Regions from separate parts of the Sus scrofa genome. Here region 2 is linked to region 1. Evidence: chromatin contacts called from public Hi-C data. All regions are on one chromosome and are shown on one strand. The core of a region is the stretch at or near the end of the contact, and the rest is flanking DNA. Distances in the headings are between cores, read along the strand shown. Region 1 overlaps RAD51B (DNA repair protein RAD51 homolog 2). Region 2 overlaps RAD51B (DNA repair protein RAD51 homolog 2).

Region 1 (6,266 bases), core at 516-3,015:
TGAAAAAACTTGCAGATAAAAAGACGCATTGAATACTGAAATTGGTGAAGAAGAATCAGTATCAACTCATATCCTGGCTGTTTCTGAAGAAAAACTTCAGTCATTCATTCAAAAAGCAAAAGTCATCTGCAAGGGAGAAAACTAGACTGGTTTCAGACTTCTCCACAGCAAAGTGCAATACTAGAGAAACAGTGTCAGAAAAGTTCAGATGCAAGAAAGTATGACTAAGAACACTCTGTCTAGGCAAGCTGTTGAGGAATAAAGGCATTAGGCATATTATAATCTTCAAATGTGAGAGAACCCAGAGATTACAGCATCTCTGAGATCTTCCTGGAAAAACCTACTTGTTAAAATTTAGCCAATGAAGAGATGAATCAAAATAAAAAATGGTTTTGAATATAAATACATTTATGTATAAATAAGATTTAGAAACTATAGAAACTATGGTAACAGTACAGTGTGAACATTATACATCATGGTGAAATAAAATTGGGAGGTAGGTGGAAGGGAAATGGAAATTTTTAATCACCTTATCTTTCATAGCAACAATTCAGTGTAGTCTAAAATTTAAAATAGTTTTAAAGTAATATTAATCTCCTCTATGATTTTATCATTTTTGTTAAACTTGGGTTTTTTATAGTTATTCTTTCTGAGTGAAGAAACAGTTATTTAAGGTTTAAAATTTCTTCAGTTTCATTTCAGCTTCTGTTATTTTCAAATAAAATGAAAATTGATATATTTTTATTTTTAAAGTGAATACACTCCTATCCCAGAAATAATACATTTATTTTGTTCATTTATCCATCCGTATTATGAGTAGTTGTCTGAAGTGACAGTCACTGAATGTTAATACTGAATATTTCTCAATGGTGAGATTTTGGATCATTTGTGACTTTTTTTGTTACATATTTTGTATTATTTGAATATTGTTAGACTCTTTTAGTGCAAATGATGCAATGAACTTACTACCCTGAAAAATGGATTTACACCTATACAGTTTTTCAAATACACGGTTTAAAATCCTCATTTCTTTTAAAATTTATCATGACCATTTTCCTCTTGCTGTGATGTTTAACAGCTCCCAGTATTTTATGGCTGTGACATATTTCTCCTTCCAATCCTGATCTCAGTTTCTTCATCTTCTAATTACTGAGTTGGATTAGATTAGTGTTTCCCATCTTTCTCTTTAAACTGTAGAACCTTTCCAATAAATAAAACAATTTATAACTCTTGGAATACAGTTTCAAAGCTGTACAGATTAGGTAATATCTAAGGTTTATTTCATTTTACCAGAAAAATTAGTTTTTTTTCCTTAGGAATTTTTTTTTTTTTTTTTGAGTGACTGACTGTTCTCCATGTGTTCAAAAAAGAAAAGTCAAGTAATAGCCATATCTTAAGAAATTTAAAGTGAAAGGGAAGGGCCTCTAAAAAACTATCTCATCTATTTCCCTAACTTTTAGATCTAAGGAAACCAAATTTAAGTTGCTTAAGTAACATTACACAGCCCACTGAAATGAATGAGACTTGAACCCAGATCTTCTGACTTCCTATGCTAATCTTTCCTCTTATAGCACATGTGAATATATATTTTTAAATGATGGGCAGGAAAGATGCAATTTTATCTTAACTTACTTCACATGTAGACTATCTTGTAAATGTCAGGAAATACACTTAATTTATAGTGTTTTTGTTTTCTTCCTCATGAAAAAAGATCAGCGGTGCAGGCTTTTATTGAACTCTTACGTTCCAGGAGTTAGAAAGGAAAGTGAGTGGGATTTTGGTGAGGAAGAAAGCATTTACTTGTCAAGGATTTGGAATTTACTGTGGTTAGTGAGATTAAAATAAAACTAAAACTTGACTTGGCAAAGGATTAAAAACAAAACAGCTCCAGAGTGTGTGCACATTGTGGAGAAGATGCCGTTTTTTCCTTCAGGCGTCCAAGGAGGAAGGGAATATTGTTTCTTTGTGTTGCCGGAGTTGATTTATTTAGTTATGATTTCACAAACCCCAGAAAACATTGCACAATATTAACCAGAACAAATGGTGGTTTTTTTTTTTTTTGTTTGTTTTTTTTTTTTTTTTTAGTATCTCCCCCCTTCAGGTTTTCCAAATAAAACAGCGTGTTTTTTTTTTGTTTTTTTTTTTTTTCCCAAATTGTTTAAATGGCTCTGATTATGTTTGACTGTTGGGTGTGGCAGGTTTTAGAATCTTAAGTGGTAGTACAGGTTCCTGAACAAGAAAGAGAATTAAAGGTGATGTGACTTGATTACTGGAATGTGTAGAATGTGAAGTCCCGAGAGGTATTCGGGTCGCCGCAGGCTGCTCTTCATAATAGACCCTCTTGTTAAAAGCCCTATTATTATTGGAAATTTATTTTGGAAGCCACTAAAGCAGAAATTTGACAGGAAAGTAAAACAAACCACCTTGTCTCATATTTCCTTTCCACACAGGCCTTTTGAAGAGATATCTTAAATATTGTCAAGTCTCAATTATCCTGGGAGAGCTTAGCATTAGCCCCATCCTCACAAACTGGAATTAAATGCACATGGCATTGCACTAGGTGCAGTGGAGACAATTAGCAAACAAGATCCTTATCCTTTTGCAGCGTACTAAGAGTTAGTTGATAGGCCAGCATGTAATTCAACAAATCCCAATCTCATTTTTCCACACTCTCTAAACACCCCCTCCCTTCCAGTATTCTCTGTCTTCTTTAATGGCTCCCCATCCGCTCAGCCAGAAACCTCACATCCATCTTGAGTCCTTATGTTCTTTTAGGTTCCCCAACCAATCTGTCAACAAGTCCTGTCTCTCCTATCTCCAAAATTGCTTTTGAATATGTTTGTTTCCTTTTCTCCATTCTCATTGCCCTGTTTAGGCCCTTTTCATCTTTCATTTCAATTCTTAGGAGAGCTGCTTATCTACTTTCAGGCTATTTTCCGGTCCATCCTCCATACTGCTGTCAAATCTCTTTCTTTAAAGACAGAACTAATCACATCATTCTCTGGCTTGAAAACTTTTGATGGGCTCCCATTACATTTAAGGGATAAATTCTAAAAACTTCTTAGCTTGTCACAAAATGTTTCGTAATCTGGCCCCAATCTACTTATTCTCACCTCATTTTTTGCCACATCCTCTCACCCCCATTTCCAAATACACAGAGACATTTACACTTGTCCCACCAGCTTCCTCATTAGTTTCCTGGCTTGCCATCTCCTTGTACTTTTGATCATACTGTTCCTTGCCCCATGCACACAGAATACTCTTTCTTGACTGCCATCATCCCCAATCCCAGTTGCCTCCCCTCCAACCCCAGAAATTGTTGACTGTTTTCAGTTTGATATCTATCCTTCACAGCAGAGCTTTTTTTGTGCATTGCCTTAGAGATAGACATATGGGTAGATAAGTAGGCTTGTGAAAGACATATAGTGCTGTGTGTGCGTGCGCTTCCCCCCCCTCAAAAATATCATATGTATTGCCTCTCATTGGGCAAACTTGCTTTCTAGATTCTCCACTTATCTTGGAGGTCTTTTCATTTTAGCATATAGAGATGATTTACTACATTTTTTCAGCTTCTACCACATAGTATCATCTTTAGGGCTAGTTAGAATTTTCCTTTTCTGTTGGTAATCTCATATGGTCAATTAGAAGGTAAAAGAAAAAAATTATAGCAAGCACGTATAGATTCTGATGCCAGTTAAACAAAGGAAGACGTTTGCAATTGCTGGCTGGGGGAAGGAATGTTTTCCTTAAAAATTAGGCTGTCTTAGAAACTCTGTTGGACCCAGTTCAAAGAATATCACCGACATTAACACCCTCTCCCCTCCCCCACGCCCCCAGCTATTGGCGTTGCTGGAAATTAAATGTAACCAGGGCTCTTTATGGTATGTGTACATCTGTTTTTTCCTTTTCCATATGCTTAAGTCCTCCCTCCACAATTGCTTCTGTTTAGCACTTAATTTAAATTCCCAAATTAAGTCAAGAGGCGAATTTGAAATCTGTACATTGAAAGAGTTTGATGATCTTCGAGGCCTTTTAGAGCTCTAGAATTCTTTTAAGTTAGAGATAGTTTTATTTCAGGGAATATATTCTGATAAAATTAAATTTTCTTTATTTAGGTTGTAGCTAACTGTGACTAAAAGTAATTTAATAATATTGAGATAGATGAAACTTGTGCTACTTGTCACTATTCCTTGAAGCATATTTATGAGACTGACATGCTGCCTACGGTGCTAATGAAGCACCTTTGAAGAATGATCATTTAATGTTCAAAGTAAACCACTCAAAGGACTTAATAACTGTCAAGTATTATTATTACCTCCAAGCTGTAGACTTAACTAGATTGGACTATTAGTATCTAATTTTTTTCTTTTTTCTTTTTCCCTATATAAAGCTAAGAAATGTAGAACTTAGTCAAGTGAAAGTGAATGGGAGATTGCTTCTGAGAAAGTATTTGTGAGATGTTTGCACTTGTAATACTTTTGAGTGTTTAAAGATTTAGAGGTACCACCAAATACCAGGAGCAAAAGGTTAGGAGTCAGGAATGGGGGAATCCGTTTCAGCCCATCACTGCCTCACTGGGTAATTGCAGGTCACTCCTTGCTTTTAAAATTTCCCATGTGTAACATGTAGTAGATTATTTCTGACTCTTAATTTGCCCAGGAATGTTTTGTGAAATAATAAAGATAACCACTGCCAGTTATTTTGTGTTCTTGGTAAAGATTCTGTGTAAATTAATAGTGCTAGGGTGGTTATTGCATAATTTAAGAAAGTTCTTGAAAGTGAGGGAAGGACCCAGAATAGGTCACCTAAAGATTTTATCATTTTTCTTAGGCCAATGAAAAGTTTTCTGCGTTTGATAGAGCAATGCTGAAAACTACTATCAAAGTTAAGGTTTGTAACATTGTGGGAGCTGATCTTGATGTATACAGTTCTTTCCAAATTTCATGTTCTGAGTCATTTGATGACTTTTACAAAAGTTAGTGACCCACCTTTAAGGTGTTTTTTTTTTGGGGGGGGTGTTATATTTGTCTTTTTATATTTGTTGAAATATTCTTCATGAGTCCTGGCATTTAGATAAGCTTGGAGTAGAAAGTCATATGTAAAATTTGTCATTTCACTTGGTGGAGAAAATTTGCCACTTTTTGGTGGAGTTATTGTGTCAGGTTCTCTTTCTGAATTCCGTTTTTCATCTTCTTGTGACTGGTTGTTTTTTTGTTGTAAAAACCTGTGAGAGACTCTAAACGTCCTTGAAAAATACTCGTTTTTTCTTTTGGTTGAAACAGAACGCTAGTAAACTTTCTCTTTAAAGAAAAAACAATTGCGGACAAAAGGAGATACTTCTTTGAGCAAAGAGTTTTAAAGAAATGCATTCTTTTCTCATTGTACTTCTTTCCAAATTAATGTCACCCCCGGGGGTGTGAGAATTCTTTCAAAGTTTAATGTCCAACTGGTGAACAAAACTGACGCTTGATTGCATGGAGGCCAGCAGTGTTTGCTGTGTATTTTCTGCATCTGGAGACTATTCCGTTGTGATGTGAAAAATTAAGATTACAATTTTTAAAGTATATATTTCACAATCAAAGTATTTATAAACACATATGAAACTTGTTCCACGTGTAACCTATGCTGAAATGGAATGGTCGTGTTTATAACTCAGTAGGTAAACTACTCTGGAATGCTTCAGGCCCATCTCGGCTGAGGCAAGACATTTTGAACTGATAATGTAAGGAAGGGTCTGTTTCTTTATTTAGCAGTTTCATATGAATCTAAAAAAGATGGCTGATGTCTGGTTACTTCCAAATTTAAGTTTGCTATACTAATGCCAGTAGAACTTGTTTTCTTTCTGTTTGTAGATTTAATAGTTGGTCTTGGAATATGGATTTGCAGGTTAAAAAAAAGTTTGCTTTTTTTTTTTTTTTTTTTTGCTTTTTAGGGCATATGGAGGTTCCCAGGCTAGGGGTCTAATCAGAGCTATAGCTGCCGGCCTACACCACAGCCATAGCCACAGCAACTCGGGATCTGAGCTGCATCTGTGGCCTACACCACAGCTCACGGCAACCCACTAAGTGAGGCCAGGGATCGAACCTGCAACCTCATGGTTCCCAGTCGGATTTGTTTCCACTTCTCTGCAACGGGAACTCCAAAAGTTTACTTTTTTTGATTCCTCTTGAACTTTAGAATTCAAATCAGTCAAATAACTGGGAAGGGTGTTTAGGATACCATTGACATTCTTTGCGTTTCTGTCATTTTTCCACCTGCAAACTTAA
Region 2 (6,847 bases), core at 3,802-6,301, 220 kb after region 1:
AACCTAGGGTTGGAGGGATGGATCTATGAATTATAGCAATACTTTGCTGTAAAATGATAAAGGTTTGAAATAAGATTATAGTTGTGGGAATTCCGAAGAAGAGATAGATGTGAAACATTATGAAGGGGGAATAGACAGTATAAGATGAAATGGGTCTGAGAGGTGGGGGAGAGAAGGGTCTCGAAGGCAAATGCAGTATTTCAGGACTGCTTAGGGGAACAAAGTCACTAGAAGACCGAGACTGCTACCTTGGAAGTAGGGATAAATGGTTTCAATCCAGGTTGGTTGGGTAGTTTGGTTGTTTTTTGGTATTTTGGTCTTTTTATTGGGAAGTGCCAAAAAGTTGCAGGATAAAAAGAGTACACTCAGATATCTTCACCTAAATTAATCTATTTCTAGTATTTTACCACATCTGTTCTATAGTTTATTCCATTTGTCTTTTTATTGTCTGTGTACATATATATATGTATATGTAAAACATTTTTCTGATTTGAGGGTAAATTACATTAATCTTGACCCTCAAATACTTAAGTGTGTATTTCAGAGAAAGTGGATATTCTATTACTTAACCATTGTAGAGAGTTAGCAACTTGAGTAAATTTGATTAGGTGCTTTAATCTACACTGTCATTCACAGTCCAGTTTTTGTCAATTAACCCGGTAATGTAGGGGTGTCCTTTACAGCACTTGTTTTTCCCTCCAGCACAGGAAAAAAAGTCTAGTGTGGTATTGCAACTAGTGGTCATTCCTCTTTAGTTTCCTTTAATCCGGAACTGGAATATATTCTTTTTCTTTTATGACTGACATCCTTGAAGAATATGGTCTGATACGGTCTTTCTGTCTCCCTCCACTGCCCCGCTCCCCGCCCTAAAAATTTTGTCTGATGTTGCCTCATGAGCAGATTGGGGTGCTGCTGTCTCAGCCAGATGATGTTCTGTTCTCATGGTATCATATCTGGAGACACATGGTATCCATCTGCCCCTCACTGGTGATGTCAATTTTGATTACCAGGTCAAGGTATTATGAAATTTTCCTCTATATAGGTACTGCTTTTTCCCTTACAGGCCCTACGTCAGTGGGAAGCAAATATCTTGTTCCTCATTGTTTACCTAGATTTAGTGTCTGTTGATGATACAGCCTGGATATAATCCAAGCTTAATAAGATAGTTGGATAATCAGTTTTCCAGCTCCTAACATTGTCTCCACATTTCCAGTCATCACTAGACATTTTCCTGTGAGCAAGAGAGCTATCTCTTCTCCTCATCTATTTAACCACCCAGTCCTTCCTCCACCCATCCCTTACAAGTTTGGGTTTATAGAGTCCTATTTTTTTCAGTGGTTAATGCTGTACTGAATTACTATGGTGCTCACATTGTCCCATATTTTACCAATGCACTCTTGTGTCATACCCCCATCACCCTGGCTCATTTTCTTCATTTTTTAAATATTAAATTCCTTACTTTTTTTTGCATAACAGGTTATCTTAGGCTCATCTTCTACCTAGCCTTTCTTAGTGCTCAAATTACCCATTTCTCCAAGAACCCCCATTATTTTTTAGTGGAAATGGCAGTAGAGACCAAATTCTGAAAAAAGGTACGCTCATTGCTATTGGAGTCTCTTTATTTCTTGGCCCTTTAGTAGAGAGAGGTGAGAAATACACACACATACGCACACAATACATATATATATTTTGGAAATTATGAATTCATTCTGATACTCTCAATTTTAGTCCAGTCCCACAGGGTTCATTTTTGCTCAATTCCGTCTTCTATAGCTTCCTGTTTGAAATAATGATGAGGCAAAATGGTGAAGAAGTCCAGCATGCAGTGGGGGAGACAGAAAATTGAAACTCACGCGAAAGGGCCAGGTGTAGTGATTAAGATTAGAGTGTCATCCATTCAGAGTAAGGCAGAAGGAGAGTTTGCCAAATCCAAATAGGTGAGACTGTGAGAGAAAGATAATGAAAGAAGGAGCAGAGGATGGCCACTCAATCTTGAGATGCATGAAGAAGTTATAGTAGGAGAAGAGGCCAAGTAAGACTTGCTCAGGGAAGGAAATACAGCTAATGAAGTTAAAAAGGAGGAGGAGAAGCCAGTGCTAGGTAGAGTCAGGCTGATCAAGACCGGAAAGGTTTTCAGTGGTCAGATACTTTGACGTGATCAGAGAAAATTGAAGACTGAGCCTTTAGATTTGTTATATGATTACCAAAGATTTTAAAAACTAGAGCTCATTTGAGATTTCTTTTGAGAATACAACCTTAAAGTAGCCATGTAGCTCATGTGCATTCATATTTGATTAATGTTTTGGGGACATTTATCTTTAATTTTTCTTAACTTGTTAGATATGTTCACCAAATATTATTTTGTTTCTAACTACATGCTAAGTATGCTCTGTGTATAAAGTGACCAAATCTAAGAGGCATTGTAGACAGACTATTTTTAGGGAACTGGTGTTTTTCTTTCAAAGCTCGGTTAGCATTTGGAATCGATATACAGTATAATATTTAAAAGAAAAACAGCATATTTCCTCATCCCCCAAGAGGTTTCTTAAAATAGCATGTAATCTTACCTACAGTGGGAAAAGTCTCAAATTTTATAAATTGGGTTGGCTCTAACTCAGATTACCTGACCAGGAGAGCCCCCAAGAAAAACAAGGCTTAGTAAAGGTTATAGTAATGATAATTAAGAAATTTGTGTTCTGCATGCTGGGCCTCCCTCACTAAAGGCAGTGACCCAGCCTGCGGCTCCTGGCACCATTTCGACTGCTGAGACATGCTGTCTTTTTAGAGAGAAGTCCAAACCAAATCTTTGCCCACTTTGAAAGCCAAAATATTCTCCTCATTCCTTTCAGCCACAGAAAGGGCTGAGCTTTCGCTAATGGGATCCATGTCTTCATGACCTGTTGATGCATCAACCTGTTTTCTTACATGGCATGTAAGCCATAAAGGGTTTAATTTTAGTTGTTTTTCTTCACAGAGTCATGGAGTGTTAAAAGTGCTAGAAGCCAGAAAGGATCTTTGAGGTCAACTGTTTTCAGCCTCTCACTTTCTAGATGAAAACACCAGGGCTCAGAGAGGTGAAATAATGTATCCGTGGCCCCACAGCTGGAACATCGCAGAGCTTGAACTCAGGCCAGTGGACCCTCCTCCCAGGTCTGCAGCTGCACCATACATCACAGCATCTCTATTCAACAGCAAAACCTCTCTGGGGTTATACATTATATTCAAGATGTTGTGTGGGAAATCTGCGTGGTAACAAGCTGTTCTCTCTTAGAGCTGTACCAGGGCTCAGCAGCAGTTTGGTAGCCAGCACTCACAAAGCAAACCCTGTGAGCATCTGAACATGAAATCTTTTCTGAGTGGAATGGAATCAGTGGAGATCTCTGATCGGCTTGTCTTGAGGTGAAGTTCTGATTTGCTGAGAGGTTGAAAATGTTCTCTAGGTGGTAGTGCTCCATGGAAGCCCTTTCTTCTCTCATGATGGGGGCTCCAGTGTGCAGAATCTGATGGACTGGGAGGATTTTCTGTCCCTTCCCATCGTAAGACTCAAAGGCATTAGATTCAAAATAGTATTTCTTTCTCCTTTCTTCCAAGAGCAAACACGTCTGCTCTAGTATGCTCATGTCTGATACTTAGGAACGTATGGGAGCCTGCTTCCATTTTATCTGATTTTAGTCAACGAATATTTACGGCACACTGTGTGAGTCAGGCACCATGCTAGGTGCTGTGAGGTGCACAGGGCACTGGAGAACTGCTGGTCGTCCTTCCTGAGCTCAGGGGAGTGGCCGAGTGTGCAGCAACCGCTGCTGACCATCTCTGAGTGGTCTCTGATGGGTGGCCTCTCTGGTTTCCAGGGTCTTGTGTTTTCAGAGCTTCACTGGTTCTCCCTCAGGGCAAGTGGTCCCTCCCCTGAAGATTCCCTTCAAAAACGCAAGGTTTTCCAAGCGCACCGAAACAGGTTTTTCTGTCTCCTTCATTTCATTGCTCTTCAGCATTTGAAAGAACTGAAGTGAGGACAAGGAGAGAGATGATTTCGGTCTGAAAAAATGTGAGAGTCTCCTTTAAATCTACCGTGGAGAAAATGACGGAAAAATACTCAATACCCTCAGGGCTCCCCTGCCCTTTGAATACTCCTGCTGTAACTACTACCATCGTGTTAGAAGATGCTTGCTGTGTGTTTAGGCTTCAAAGAAAGGAATTATCCTGAGAACTTTTAGTAATGACTCTTTTATTGTAACCTTGGTTTTCTTCCTCCTGCTAATCTTTTAAAATGGGTATTGCAGGAAGCTGCTTGCCAGGCTATAATACAGCTCCAGGGAATGTAGCACATGATCTTTCTCCTTATTTGGCAGTGAAATTTCATCAGGCTGTATTCATCTGAGTGAAACACACTCTAGGAATATCTTTAGTTCTATAGCGGGGAAAAGTTGAGACCAGGTAACAATGGAGCCACAGTGGTTTATTTGTCCTTCCTGAAGCGGATAAAAAGTGATCCAGTATCTGTGTTGCCTTATCAAGGACACCAGGGCCCGAGGGTGAGCACTGCCGCAAACACAGTCTTGTCCGGGGGTGTTTTGCTTTAAAGATATTAGGGATGATAACTCAGCATAGTGTATGTTGACGCGAAGCCCTGGGCTTGCTCGCTCGGATGACTAGGCCTTGGGCTAGTTAAGGGTGGTGGGGTGATGCTTAGGTGTGTCTTGGTTGCAGTTGGTTAAGACTGGGTGGACTGTGGTAGCAGTCCTGACGGCTGTAGTGTCATAGAAAACAAATCAAGACAAAATAAAACAAAACAAGACAAGACAAACAAACAATAAAACCCTCCTGAACATGAAGCAGCTCCCTACCTGTAACAGACAATAATCTCCACCTCACAGAGTTTGTGTGAGGGCAAAATGAGAAAATATTCAGGCAAGTGCTTTGTAACCTCCACAGCACTCTGCAGAAGCAAGCAGATGTGCTTGTAATCGTTATCACAATGACGTGGACTGAGTAATTCCCCAGATATTTATGCTAAGGTCCGTCAGAAAAGAGTAGGCAGGTCACTTGACCAAACAGGATTCTGCATGGCCCAGAAACTCCCAGTTTGAGTCACAGAGTGAAATGAAAGGCCATGGGAAGTGTGCTCCATTTAAAATATTGTTTCATTTTCATATTCTATTCTTTACCAACAAACTCTTTCCAGTGACTTTCACTTTCAAGTTCTCAAACTTGTTCCGTGTCAGTAATGTTCCCACACTTGAAAATTTGCATCGTCTTCCTCGATCTTGCCTCTGAGAAGCCTGTGTATCTGACTAATGCACTGTGGTCAGAATGAAAGCATTGCTCAGGGTGCATTTCCTAGGTAGGAATGTCTAACATCAACAAGTGGCCCAGCCCAGAACATTCTCTTTGGCCCTTTCTCCTGCCCTCCTCAGCCAATGCCAAGCTCTGATTTGTTTGCATATAGGGCTGCTTCCATTTTTAGTCTAGGGGCCTGACTGCCTGTGTGCAGGACGTTTTCCATGTTTAGAGCCCGCACGAGTGCCTGGCTACCTGCTTTCTTCTCTAAGTGGGAGTGTTAAAACAAGGCAGTAAACTCTTCTATGACAAGACTATTGAGGGGCCAAGGTGTTCTGGCTCAATCTCAGGAACCATCATCTTGAAAAAGTGCATGTGTCTCTCTGTCATCTTCCAGCATCCTTCTCATAAATCCTAGAAAATATTTAGCCCAGAAGAAAAGCCATGCACGTAGGGTTATGCTTTGCCTAGTGTCTAAGCTGGTGTTAGGCCTCTTAGTATCTAAGGGGAAGCAGGATGAGGGGTGTCTTTTGGGGCCCAAGAGATAGAACTAAGGTCATGGGGGGAAGCTACGCAGAGACTGATTTTGAGTTAATAATGTGAAGACTTGTTGTTGTTGCCGCCTTTTTTTAATGGCCACACCTGTGGCATATGGAAGTTCCCAGGCTAGGGGTTGAATTGGAGCTGCAGCTGCCAGCCTATGGCAAAGCCACAGCCACTAGGGATCTGAGCCATGTCTGCGACGTACAGATCCCTAGTGGCTAGCTCAAGGCAACACTGGATCCTTAACCCACTGAGTAGAGCCAGGAATTGAACCCTGCATCCTCATGGATACTAGTTTGGTTCATTACCACTGAGCCATCAGAACTCTAAACATTGTTCTCATAGTGCTGTCCAAAGTTGCCTCAAGAGTCTGTGAGTTTCCATTACTGGGGTTATTTAAAAGTAAGCTAGACAACCAGTGAGGGTATATTGTAGAGAGGATTTATGTTATTGGACTAGGTAACTTTTATTTTTCAAACTGTTTTGGAGTTTTTAACCATGAAAGTACTGCATGTGTTTTAAAACAAAATAACCCAGGGCTATACAAAGAATGAGTTAATAATCCTTTTTCTTTCTCTTCTCTCTGATCATATTGCCTTTTTTCTATACCCTTTCTCCACTGAAACCAATCTTTGGAGAAGAGAGAAAAAAGAACATCTCAAATCCTATCTCTGTACTACTTTACCCAACCTAAATATGGTAGATGTGTCTTTAAGAGGTCAAAAAGAAAATAAGATAGTAGGAGAGTGCCTAGCAGTCTCAAGTGAGTCAAGGGCCTTAGGCCAGAGCTAATTATATTATAGAGCATAGAGTAGATACGGGCTTAATCAAGAACTTGGGAAGTATGTGTGCTACGATCTGATCCATCCTCTGATATATATATATATATATATATGAGAGAGAGAGAGAGAGAGAGAGAAAGAGAGAGAGAGAGAATAGAATAGAATATATATCAGAGAATGGATCAGATCGGAGCAGAGCTGTGGAAAGTCACCTAAAGAGAGCGATGGGTCTCTAGGCCCAAGAC

Evidence for each region. Hi-C and Micro-C count contacts between places; a contact is called where the count stands out from the background.
Region 2: a Hi-C map of embryonic fibroblasts shows a contact between it and region 1, with 1.8 times the contacts expected there. The contact joins two enhancer-like sites.

What each region holds. Positions count from the first base shown.
Region 1 is chr7:91,696,701-91,702,966 of Sscrofa11.1, forward strand. The region is part of intron 8 of RAD51B (DNA repair protein RAD51 homolog 2); the gene reads left to right. Among named protein-coding and RNA genes, the nearest start is that of RAD51B, 110 kb to the left of the region's middle. Within about 2 kb of position 1,766, at least 9 of the 83 cell types and tissues checked have an H3K27ac peak or open chromatin away from gene starts, as enhancers often do. A contact at or near this core is called in embryonic fibroblasts, where this site is marked.
Region 2 is chr7:91,918,155-91,925,001 of Sscrofa11.1, forward strand. The region is part of intron 8 of RAD51B (DNA repair protein RAD51 homolog 2); the gene reads left to right. Among named protein-coding and RNA genes, the nearest start is that of RAD51B, 330 kb to the left of the region's middle. Within about 2 kb of position 5,052, at least 38 of the 83 cell types and tissues checked have an H3K27ac peak or open chromatin away from gene starts, as enhancers often do. A contact at or near this core is called in embryonic fibroblasts, where this site is marked.